Regions from separate parts of the Canis lupus genome. Here region 1 is linked to region 2. A link is a contact called in public Hi-C data. All regions are on one chromosome and are shown on one strand. Each heading gives the region's core, a stretch centred on a gene start, on an enhancer-like site or on the middle of the called end of the contact. The rest is flanking DNA. Distances are from core to core; before and after follow the strand shown. Region 1 holds the start of TTF2 (transcription termination factor 2). Region 2 holds the start of CD58 (lymphocyte function-associated antigen 3).

The links. A called contact is a pair of places that touch in the nucleus more often than the background predicts.
Region 1: a Hi-C map of blood shows a contact between it and region 2, with 3 times the contacts expected there. The contact joins the promoter of TTF2 here to the promoter of CD58 in region 2. A contact is called at or near these places in 2 of 9 Hi-C or Micro-C datasets (amygdala and blood).

Annotation. Positions count from the first base shown.
Region 1 is chr17:54,971,500-54,978,184 of UU_Cfam_GSD_1.0, forward strand. It overlaps TTF2 (transcription termination factor 2), which reads left to right and starts at 3,531. Exons shown (of 23, transcript XM_038561881.1): 1 at 3,531-3,607; 2 at 3,687-3,789; 3 at 6,145-6,231. The coding sequence starts at 3,580.
Region 2 is chr17:54,534,776-54,540,842 of UU_Cfam_GSD_1.0, forward strand. It overlaps CD58 (lymphocyte function-associated antigen 3), which reads right to left and starts at 3,831. Exons shown (of 6, transcript XM_038561872.1): 1 at 3,673-3,831. The coding sequence starts at 3,742. It overlaps LOC119869734 (a long non-coding RNA gene), which reads left to right and starts at 4,760. Exons shown (of 3, transcript XR_005372635.1): 1 at 4,760-5,140; 2 at 5,231-5,428.

The sequences.
Region 1 (6,685 bases), core at 2,281-4,780, 440 kb after region 2:
GTAAAAGCACTTATCTCAGAATACACTTCAGAAAGCATAGGCTGTGATAGTTTCCTCCAGTAATCATGTGCCTCCTGGGCAAAATCCTTTGTCAAAATCCTTTGACATTTCAAAGTAGTTACTTCTCCCCACTCCACCTCCAAAACAATAAGTAAAAACCCAGAAAGATATAAGTTTAGAAAATAAAATATGTTTCTTAGAATTGGAAAAACACATCTGAACAATTTAATTGTTAAAATAATGAGTAAAGCCAAAGACTGCACAGAAACTAGAATTTTACAAATAACTTGGAATAAAAAAAAAAACAAATAATTTGGAATCATTGATTATTTAAGATTGTATCTATTTATTTGAGAGAGAGACAGAGTGTGAGCAGGGGAGGAAGCAGAGGGAAAGGGAGAAGCAGATTCTCCGCTGAGCAGGGAGCCCGAGGACATGGGATTCAGGACTCCATCCCAGGACCCTGAGATCTATAACCTGAGTCGAAGCCACTGAGCCCCCCCCCCCCCCCCCCGGCGCCCCTCACTGATTATTTTTAAACGTTACAGAGAGTGACAAGGACGTCAAGGGGTGACTGTTCTGGCTGAGCCTCCCATTGCCAGCATCTCACAGGTCCCTGATGTGTTTAACATCAGCCAGGCAGCACAATGCTGACAGAGGAAACGGAATTTTCCCAGGAATTCAGATGAGTGTTTGCATCACTTGAAATTTTATTCCATAGATCAGAGAACCAGTCTGCATAAGAAGCCGCGCTATCTGAAAGTAACAAGTTTCTACTATTTTACTTCTTCTCCCTTTATGTTTCCTTAGGATATCAAAATATCGAAATGATCTTAGCTTTTATTTTCCAGACAGATGTTTTGGCATTACTTATACATTAAGCTTTTTGTTTGTTTTTAACAGCTTTATTGAGGGATAATTTAGATACCATAGAATTCCCTAACACATATAATTGTCTTGAGTCTCAGTAAATGTACACAGTTATGCAGCCATTAACACAATTCAGTTTTAGAACAATTGCATCATGTACTTTGCATTTGACCATCCCCACAGGGAAAGAATTTACTAGATCATTGACCTGCGGATTTAAACCGTCTAGCTCTAGAAACTGGTCTAGGCATTCCTTTTGAATAAATCAAGCATTAAGAGGAAACAAACTAAAACTCTCAAATTTACTCAAAATAGAGGTCAATGAAACACATTCTCTCCAGGGGTCTGCAAACTAATTAGAATATAAATTAAGCATATAAATTAAGAATAAAAGTTAATACACATACGCTAACGTATTTGTATATTTCAGAAAGTGTATATTATGTAATTCATTACAGTCTATGCCAATATTATGGCCACCTTTCACCCAAGGACACCCTTATTTGTTTTCTCACTCTTATAAATATGGGTAGGTGGGATAAACCGCCTGGAGCTTGAACATTTTGATCTGGCATATCCCAAATTTATGGAAGAATATCCTCCCTTTCTGTAATTTGGCTGCACACTTAAGTGGGGTTGGACCTGAGACACTGCCTTAGATCCTGCAGAGGAAGAGCTTCTTCTTTAATAGGATATTTAAGAGGCCATGATGCTGCCTTATCTGTTTCAAAAGGCTTATTTATTCAAGAAATAAATTACCATGGTCCTCATCCTGCAGATCCAGTACTTCAGTCTACTTTCCCCAATATAGCATCTCTTAGATATGTACACAAAAATCTCTCAATGCAAGAATTATAATCTGGGTATAATAAAAATGCCTCTATTTATTTGTTTTTTTTTTTTGTTCTTGCCTTATCTCTAAGTTTATAGGTGTTTCAGACAGGTGGTTATGTATAGGTGAGGTCTGGAGCCAAGAACCAAGGAAGAATTCTTCAGACGTCTTTGGTGCAAAGTGGTAGTTTTATTAAAACATGGGGACAGGACCCAGGGCGGGAGGTGTGGGTGTGTGTGTGTGGGTGGGGGGTGGGGGTAGGCAGGAAGAGCTGCTGCCCCCGGCCTGTGAGAGGTGGGTGGCTGATTATATACCTAGGAGTTGGGGGATGTAAGCAAAAGGGAGATTCCAAAAGGATTTTCATACACTATGGAGGACCTACAAGATACTGGAGGCCTTGCCATTGTCAAGTTAAAGATTGCTTTTCCCTCTCGCAAGGCACCAACATTAATTGGAAACTTCCAGAAGAATGTCACAGGTATCCGATCCTGGGTGGGGGGGCGTTTGTGGGATTTCCGCTGTGCTCTGTCCTCAGCTAGCTAGCCCTGTTCCCCCATCATAAACTAGGGTCCAAAACTTTGGGTCCAAAAACATCTTTATATCTAGCCTCCCTTACAGAGTTGACTAACTCCACTTATCTTGACATTTAAATACTGTTTGTTATTTAAGTGTTCAACGTGTGCTAATCCAGCCTCCTTCGCATACTAAGTTCCTTGTGGTTAGAATAATTGTTTCAAACTTTGTGCTGTGAATCAATGGATTTTATATTTCTCTGGCGCCTCGTTCACACTGGGCAAACAAAAAGCTATTTAGTAAGTTTAATAACTTCTTTAATTAATAATGATACCTCACGTTTGTCTCCCCTGCTGTGAAGCCCCTGCCTCCCATCCTCCCCTTCACATTTATCATATAACCCGGCTTTCCTAGGCATCACAGATTTCCTGTCCTACTGTCCCATAAGAACCGCTGCACGTGCCACACCATATGTCCGGGCATATGGTCCTCAAGAGCTGTGATATGAATCCATCTCTATTGCAATACATCTCTGATTCCTGCTCCTCTCTTTTTGCGAATAGCTCTGATCGCCATTTCAAATACGACCCCCTTTCTTTTTAATTTCAGCCTTCGTGAGCCAGGGCTGCTGCACGAAGGGGGCCTGGGGAACAGTCGGCGCTCGCAAAGCAGCAGGTGCGCGGCCCCCCGGGCACCCGTCGGTCCACGGGGCGCCCACTAATTCCGTGACCTTGGCTGAGTCACTCCTATTTCTCCGGACCTCGGCCCCCCCCCCCCCCCCCCCGTAACGCTGCCCATCTCGGCAGGCGGAGTCCAGAGACGAGGATGTGCGAGGACTCTGCGGAGCCGAAAGCTGCGGGCGGGGGGTCCCCTGCATTACTCTTCTTGCCTGCTCGCCCCCAGGCTTCTGGGCTCACCGCGCAGCTCCCAGGGGCGCGCCCGGGAGCCCCCGCCCTGCACCGGCACAGCCCCTCCCCTCCCCTCCCCTCCCCAGGGACCCAGCTCACGCCCCGGCTCCGGCTCCGGCTCCGACACCACCGCCAAGCTCCGGGCGCCTTCCCGGACGCGCGCTCCCTCTAGGGGCGCCCCTCGGGCTCCACTACAGACCCGGCCTCCCCCGGCCCCCCTCCCGAGCAGCCCCGCCGCCCTCCGAGAGGTCCCGCCGGCCTCAGCCACGCCCCCGCGTTTAAACCCGGCGCTTCCCGCGGAGGCGGCGGAGCGAGGCCCGCGCGGTGGCTTATGGGGGGGGGGGGGTCGAGCCTGCAGAAGGCGGATGCTGATTGGCTCCTGCGCGGGGAGGGCGGAGTCAAAGGCGGAAGCAGGCGTTGGGGCGGGGCTCCGCGGCGGGGGAGGCCGAAGCGCGCATGGAAGCGGTGGAGTGCCCCGAGCACGGTGAGGTCGGGGTCCTCGGAGGCTCCCCGGGGTGTGCCCGCCTAGCGCGGCGTAACCGTGGTCGCCTTGCTCTCCTTAGGGGTCGCCTGCCTTCTCAAGACCGGCGTCCGCGATGGCCCGAATAAAGGCAAGAGCTTCTACGTGTGCCCGGCCGACGCCTGCCGCTTCGTGCTGGCGGCCGCGTAAGTCTCGGGCTGGGCCTCCCGCCCGCCCGCCCGCCCGGCCCCTCCGCCCGGCGCCGCAGGCCCTGGGGGAGGTGGGGACCTGGGCTGTGCAGCCAGGGCCTCCAAGTAGTTGGATCCCAGGGCGGCGTGGTCCGTTCGGGAGGCGCACCTGCCTGCTTGCTGTGTGGCCCTGGGCAGCTTGTCCCCGTCTCTGGCCTCCATTCCCCCGCCTGTGAAACGGAGGGAGCGTCGCCTGCCTCGGGAACCTCGCGGTCCTTTCCAGCTCTGGGTTTCCTTGCACTTGTCAGGCCTCTGCTGGGGTGTTGCGTCTCCCTGCCGAGTGGCAGCTTGCAGGCCTAGTACACAGGGATTGGTCTCTGTTTTGCGCTACTTTCAGGCCAGGTCAGATTACCAGCTGCCTTCTGGAATGGGATTCTCTGGGGTCACCTGGGGGCTCAGCCAGTTAAGCATGCGGCTCTTGATCTCAGGGTTGTGAGATTGAGCCCTGCCCTGCATGCTGCTTGTGCTGGGCATGCAGCCTGCTTGGGATTCTCTCTCTCCTCTCCCGCTGCTCCCCACATGTGTGCCCTCAGGTGCGCGCGCTCTCAGGAAAACAAGGGAAAAAAAAAAAAAAAAGGTTCTCTCATTTAAGGGGTGAGATTGATAATCCAAAGAAACAAGCTAACTGCTCAAGGACAATCAGGTATCTGATTCAGCATTCTGGTTTTACAAAACTGGAAGCGGAGACCCAGAAATGTTAAGCATCTTCTTAAAGTGAGAAAAGTTAATACTATTAGAATAGTTAATTATATATATTAACTATTAGAATAGTTAATACTATTCTCATAAAAGTGTTAATAAGGTGAATTTTTAAACTGTCACATGAAACATTTTTCCTGCTCTCTAAATTGGGTAGAGAAACATAAGCTTTCTCCATCGGATGTAAGGCACAAAGTAGATACCAATACTAGAAAACTAGAAAATAAAGTATTTTTTGACATGTATATTGTGTTTCCGTTACATGATTTGCTTTGAAACTAAGTGAAGGAATTTGTATGCTTTTTCAGTTTTGGCAAATAAATTTTTAGAGAAAACGCATTCTTAGCCTTCTAATAAGTTGTTTTATTCGAGAGAAATTACCGGGCTCCAGCTTGGTTAAATCCGAAACAATTTTGAGAAAAGCAATGTCAAATCTTAGATAGAAGGGACAAGCTGGATAAGTTCTCAGGGTTTACTGTTTATTTCTAATTTCTAAACTGAGTTTCTTAGGTTCTGTACCTAGCTCAAGTTTCGTGAAACATGGAAGCATGTTCATATTTGTAGGAATTAAGCATTAATGGTAGCTTAAGACTCAGTTTTACGTTAAAAGAAACATACCTTTGGGGCACCTTGCTGGCTCAGTTGGTGGAACATGCAGCTCTCGATCTCAGGGTTGTGAGTTCGAGCCCCACTTCGGGTGTAGAGTTTAAAAATAAAATCTTTAAAAAAAAAAAAAAAGACAAACTTTTATATATAGTACCATGTATACAAAGGCCCTGCTGCCAAAGTAGTACAACATAATATTTGACTTGATGACAGTTATTTGATAACCTTGACCTATTTGGTCAATATAAGCAAGACAAAGGAAGAAACAAGTGCCATAGGTCATATGAAAGTACTTTAGGCCTTCACTCAAAACTCTGTATCCTCAAATGTTACACATACGTTCTCTTATAATAAGTTGGGAAATGAGGAGTTAAAAAACATGCCAGGCATGAGGCAGGTTAGGAGAGCCTGCTTCTGAACAGATTGTAGGAAAAGGGATGATGGAAAAAACCTAGGGAAAGTTTGCAGCCAGTCTTACGTATTTCAGCTGTTCCTGGGTGGGGGGGTTTGCAACAGAGTTTGTAGAACACAGGACAGTTTTGAGCTTTTGAGTCATCAGGAAAAAGATGTATCTCTGTCATCCTGTCTTTGGGGGAGTGGGAAAAAAAATGAAAGCTCCAGACCTTTTCCCCAGAGGAATGTACATAGACCTAACAATGTTTGGGATTTACAAACCCAGTGGAAGTCATATATGCACTATTATGTTTAAAACCCATAGTTCAGGGATGCCTGGGTGGACTCTTAGTTTCAGCTCAGGTCATGATCTTAGGGTGGTACGATCAAGCCCTGGGTCAGGCTCCATACTAGGTGTGGAATATGCTGGAGATTCTTTTCCTCCCACTATGTGCCCCCTGCCCCCCGCCCCACTTGTGCACATGCGCGCGCGCTCTCTCTCTCACAGTTTAATAAATAAATAAAATAATAATAAAACCCAGAGTCTGGATTTAATTTTGGAACGTTAATTTCTGTTGTTTACTAAAGCAAAATTTCTTTTTCCCCTCCCTCTAGTATTCCTGTTTCTCATTGTTTGTTGCATGAGGACTGTGTGGTAGGGCTTCAGGGTTTGCTTCTACCCCCGGGCAAAGAAGAGTATAGGTAAGTGTCCAAAAGGAACATCTAAATGTATTTACTTCTTTCTTTACCTGGAAGAGTTACAGCCAGGTGTGTTTTCCTAGGATTGAGTATTCTGTAAAAAATCATTGTTAACAAAGAGTATTTCTGTCTGTATTGAATGTCATCTGAGCCCTTGCTCCCTCACTGCTAAGTAGCTGGTTGATCTGAGAATCTGATTAATTTCCAGATCAACTGTTCTTCCTTCTTCAGTCTCCAGCTCTTAAGTAGCCAATAACATCAGCCCACCAGCAGTCATTAACTTGCAGTGACTTGTCAATTTTTCTAGTAATAGGATGAAGAAATAAGTCTAAAAATGTCTAAAGTATGTTAAGCACTCAATAAATGTTAGTTTCCCTTTTTTTATGAAAACTCAGGTAAGGCAGGGAAATCTACGTAGGTAGCAGGTGATATTTGTCATGAGTATTGAAAGATAAGA
Region 2 (6,067 bases), core at 2,581-5,080:
ATAGCCTAACCATCCAGAAGGAAAAAAAATAATCCAAGTAACTTTAAAAGACAGTATTCTGTACATATTCAGTGGGATATATGGAAGAATAAAAAGAACTGAAAAGAAACTTTGAACTTTACATGGTAAATTTTGTGCTTGGTAGTGGTCCTGGTAGAGCAATTATGAAACTATTTTGTGTTTTAATGTATATTAGGAAAATACACTGATTCTACAAGGAACAGAGTTCTCACTGTGGCAAAGAGATATAGAAACAGGGAATGAAGGAAGAGAAAGATGAACCACATGTTTAGATTAGTTTTAGCAGTAACGGGGTAGACTTGTGACTTCGTGAAAACTCTTTCCTAGCTATAAGAACTGATAGCCTAGAAACCATGACTCCTGTAGCTCTGAGCACTAGCACCCAGATACTGATTTCTAAAGCCCATCTCCCACTAAAAGGAACAAGGGAATCTAATGATTACAGGCTGAGACAGAAAAGGTACAAAATAAGTCCAGAACGTCTTTCTGTGCCAAAAAGTAGGACATTCTCAAATAGATGGAGACATGGCAAAGAACACTGAAGCACAGAGGGGTCCCCGTTTGCCCAAGTCTGGATCACCCACCACACATTAAAATAGATGACAAAAATATCATCTTCAGAAATATCATGGCTCCATACTTATATTAAAAAAAGGAAATTAAAAGGGGGTGCAAAAGCTCTTCATTACTGAAGAATGTCCACAGTGTAGAAAGAAAACTAGGGATAGGAAACTGCCAAATAAAAATATTTTATTTAACTTAAATTTCACTTATTTATTCATGAAAGACACAGAGAGAGGCAGAGACATAGGCAGAGGGAGAAGCAGGCTCCCTGCAGTGAGCCCATTGTGGGACTAAATCCCAGGACCCTGGGAGCATGACCTGAGCCGAAGACAGATGCTCAACTGCTGAGCCACCCAGGTGCCCACCATCTACAAATATTTTAATGGACTTGGGTAGCACCAGTGGATGCTAAAACACCAGGTGAGAGATTGTCACGGCACAGGAGAGTCACACAATCTCAAAGTGTCACTTGATAAGCCACATATAATTTATAAAGGGGAACAGGTGCCTCTGTGATAAAGAAATCTGGTGGGTCACCTTCACCAAAGAACCAAAGTTAAGGTCTCCAATAATGGGACAAATGGACTGCATCTACTCTCCAATGGGATGCACACAGAAGGACAAGACACACTTATGGAACAGTCCTGAAAGTTTTAACCAGAATGTAATCAGAAGGAAACAGATCATCCAAATTGAGGGACATTCTATAAAACTGATTTAGACCTTTGAAAAATAGTGATACCATAAGTACCAAAAAAAAAAGAGAGAGAGAGAGTTGGCAAGTTTTAGACTAAAGGGAATTAAAGAGGCAGTACTACCAAATATAGTGTGTGATCCTGGATCAGCCTATAGACTCTATCACAAAACAGTATTGTATCAATGGTGCGTTTCCTGATTGTGATCATGGTTCCATGGCTTACTGGAGACATATTGTTCTTAGAAGACATATGCTGAAATACTTAAGGGTGAGGTGTCATAAGATCTGCAACTCTCAAATGTTTAGACAAAAAAATTAAGTGTGTATAAACAGAGAGAAGTAAACCAAATGTGTCAAAAATGTTAGTAACTGGGGATTTCAGGAGAAAAGTTAGTGTTTGTCACATTGTTTTTTGCAACTGTTCTAAACATTTCCAACATTCCAAAGTTTTAAAGAATTAAAAGGAAATACGAATTGTGCCCACACCCCTTTCCTCCAAATTACTAATCTCTGTATTAGTAAATGTTTACCACCACCCAACATGTACATATTTACTCATTTATTCAGTTACTGATTCTCTCCCCCACTACTAAGTAAACTTCACAAAAGCAGGGAAGTCTGTTCCTTGTTGCAGCCCAGGTCTCACGTCTAGTGCCCAACACATAGTTGACAATCAGTAAGAACGTGTTTGTGACTGATGTTCACACTCTAGGAAGTACACACTATTATTACCCTTCTTCACCAGTGAGTGGTACTCTCTCTCTTCCGAGACAAGCCAGGCTCACAGAACTTTCCACCGGCATAGGAAAGCCTCAGAGCTCTCTGGGTCCTGTGATGGCATCCGGGCCTCCAATTACTCTCAGCTGCACCCTTTCCTCTGTACTGCTGCCAGATTATTCCTCCTCAATGCACGGTTCTGATTCTGTGAGGCCCAGAAAGAATTCTCTGCCTGCAGAAGATAATCGACACTCCCAATGGGGCTTGGATCAGGGCTCTGCCGTGGGGCCTCCAGCTCCTATGGGCACATTTATGCTCCAGTGACATTGGAGACCCTGGGACTGGGACTCTTCACTGCCCAGGTTCACCTTGTACATGCTGCTTCCCTTTTCCCCACATCATGGCACGCCCACACCGCCACCCATCCTCAGAGGACAGGTTCAAATATCCTTCCTTCCGTGGAATCTCTGCTTTACAAGAAATACTTGACTTCACAAAAGACCTTGGTCCCCTCCCTGTGCACGACCATCGCATTTTATGCTCAGCGTGACTTCCATTTACTTCTGTGCCTTGTACTGTAGGCACTTGTGCTATCTCTGCACCCCAACCCGCTAGGCTGTCCTCCGCAGACGCGGGTCCACAGCACTCCACGGAAGCTGAGGCAGAAATGAGGATGCAAGGTTGATCTGTAGCATGTGCAAGGCGGGCCCCAACAGGAAACCCTCAAGGAAAGAAGAAGTAGTGAAGGGTTTAGTACTGTGCTCCCTCCAAGAGTTTGGCTGTGACTCCGTGTGCAGGGCTTTGCGGGGGGGGGGGGGGGGAGGCAAAAAGGGAGACGGGCACAAGGAGTGGGAAAAGGATGAACTCCGTTCTAGACACGTGGAGTTCTTTGACGTTTTCAAGGGAGGGCAAAGGAGCACCAGCCGCCCCGCTCAGGACCCCGGAAAGATTCAGACATTTCCCTCGGCGGCTCGCTGACCCAGGCCGGGTTCTCGGCCCGCAGGAGCGGCGCAGGGGCGGGCGCGGCTGGGGCGCGGGGGGCACGGGGGGGGAAGGGGGGCGGGCGGAGCAGGGCGGCGGGGGTCACGGGGGGGGACGGGGGGTGACGGGGGCGCGGCGGGGCCCCGGCACCAGGCTGCAGCCGCGCTCCTGCGCCCTCCTCCGCTCGGGGCGCGCCGCGGATAAGCCGCGTCCTTGCGCAGGTGCGACCCGGGGCCGGGGCCGGGGCCGGTCCTGGGAGAGCTCAGCCCCGCGGAAGCAGTGAAAGGGCCGTCCGAGGGCTCGGCGACGGTCCCCTGGGGCTGGCGGGGCGGGGGGAACCACGAGCGACCTAGAGTCCCTGGAACGTCAGCCAGGGCACACCCTTCCGGAGGAACCCCGAGCGGGCACGACGGGGGTGTCGGGCCCGGCCCCGGAGCGCAGTCCCGCCCCTCCTCCCAACGAAGATTCGCGTGCCTAAGGTCAGAGTGGCTTCCTGGCGGCCCACGGGAGACTGAAGCGACGAGTCGGCCGGACGAGGTCCCGCCTCGCCCCGCGGGCTGCGTTCCTGGTCTCCAGTCCCCCTGAGCCGCCTCGACTCGGGGCGTCCGCCGGCCGCGGAGCCCCGAGGCCACCGACACCCCCAGCGCGGTCCCGGCCCCGGCCCCGGCGAGCCCGGGAAGGCCTCCACTCACCGAACTGGAGCAGCAGGCACATCGCGCAGAGCACCCCCGCCGCCGCGCCCCGCGCTCTCCCTGCGGCCATGGCGCGGCCGGCAGGCCTCCCGGCAGGACTCAGCCCGGACGATGGGTTCCCGGGTGGCCGGGGCCTCAAACCCGGGCCCCGCCCCGGACTCCGCCCCGCCCCGCCCCCGCCCCGCCCCCGCCCCGCCCGGCCCCGCGCCGGGCCCGAGCCTCGGCCCCCGCCCCCGCCCCCGCCCCGGGTCTTGCCCCCCGCCCCACCCCGGCCTCGGCTCCCGTCCCGGCCCCCCGCCCCGGGCCCGGCCCCCTGCCCCGCCCCCGCCCCCGGCCTCGGGCCCCGCCCCGCTGCGCCCCCGCTGCGCCCCCGCGCCTGCCTCCTCTCCCCGCGGTGCGGTCGCGCGCCCACCCGGACCCCAGAGTCGTTCCGCTGCCACCAGTCTGCTCTGCGGAGCTCCTCCTCCAAAGTGGCTTACGTTTTTATTTATCCATTTTTGGATTTTTAAATTTTGTTTATTTGACACAGAGAGAGAGCACAGGCAGGGGGAGTAGGAGAGGGCGAGCAGGCTCCACGCCAAGCAGGGAGCCCGACGCGGGGCTCGACCCCAGAACCCCAGGATCACGACCTGCTGAAGGCAGACGCTTAACCGCGCCCCGTGGCTTATCTCGGTGCCTCGCGCTCCTCCGGCACTTTCCCTGGACGTTGGGACGTGACGGAGGCCTCGGTAGCCCGGGATGCCGCGCTCACCGCCCCCGCGAAGCTGGCCCCCAGGTGCCAGGGGAACTGCGCAGGCACCGAGGGGCTGCCAAGGCTTCCTGCAGCGCTTGGAGCAACGGCCGCAGCCGCCGGCCCCCCGCCCCGCCCCGCCCCGCCCCGCCCCCCGGAGTCGCCTTCTCCTGCCAGTCACCGTCCTGGGGGAGTAGAACGAAAGCACAGGGCATTGGGGGCAACTGCTACAACGTGCCTGATTACCTGGTGCAGCCGGCCCCGCCCGTGTCACTCCGGTCCAGGCCACATTTTCCTTAAGCCTGCCCCCCCCCCGACCCCCCCAACACTACCTTCCCCAGAGCTGGGGGTCCTAGCCTTGGGTTTCTCCCTTCTCAATTTCCTCTTTGTTTTCCTCTTCCTCCAACTCAGCTGTGGGCTTTCCTTTACGCTGAGAAGTCGGTCCAGTCGCTCCGCACCGTTGGGCCTCCCCCCAGAACCCCCCACCTCAGCTGCAACAGGCACCTGGACACACCATCCTAGTGCTTAATCTTCTTAAAAAAAAAAAAAAAAAAAAGGTTTTATTTACTTATTAGAGAAAGAGCATGAGCCGCGGAAGGGGCAGAGAGAGAAGTAGACTCCCCGCCGAGCAGGGAGCCAGAATGTGGGGCTCCAGCCCAGGACTCGGGGATCTTGACCTGGGCCCACCTCAGACGTTTAACCCACCGAACCACCCAGGCGCCCCCTAGCCTAGTGGTGGTAAGAATTCTTGATTGGCTTGTCTGTCAAATTTGTCAAAGAACTCCCAGAACCAGCTCCCCACATGCCTTCCCGTCTGTCCCCTTTCAGAGAGAAGCACGACTTGCTCCTGCCCAGCTGTGGGAGGGAAGGGAACTCTGAAGCTCTTCCAGTGAACAGGATATCCTGCTGTCCTAATAAACACCAACCTGTCAGTTGTGAAACAGGGGAAATTGCCATATTGTTGCTGTCATCTCCATCATCCTCAAGCCAGGATCCCCAAACTACTCAAGACATCTGAACTATACTGTAAGGATTCATTAGTTCTTAAGTCAGCCAAAAAAATCTTAAGTTATCTAGGGGCGCCTAGAGCACACAACTCTTGATCTCAGCTCAGGTCTTGATGCAGCACTGTTGAGTTCAAGCCCTGTGTTGGGCTCCATGCTGGGTGTGGAGCCTACCAAAAATAAATAAATAAATAAATAAATAAATAAATAAATAAATAAATAAATAAATAAATAACCATAAATCCTAAAGGTATCTCTATCAGTGAAATGTGGGGGACAAACGTCATGTACCATGAAGTATCCTACCTTAAAACATCCCTACCATCTGTAGATACTGGAACGTGAGGCAGGTGCGGTGTATAGCACAAAATGGGAGAAAATCAAGTTTCTGCTCTGCCATGGGCTAGTAGGAACTCAGGCCAACTGAGAAAGTTAGGATAGGGTCAAACTTTTAGACACTAGAGTGCCCCTGAATATTTTTAAACTGAGAAGTGATGTAACAGCAAACGTATGCTGAGCACTTACTAAGCCAGGCCTTGCATTAAGTGCATTACCCCCAATTAATTTAATCTTCTTGCTGTCTCTAAATTCACAAATGAGAAAACAGACACTCAGAGAAGATGCGTGACTTGCCCAAGGACACATAGTAAGGAGCAAAACT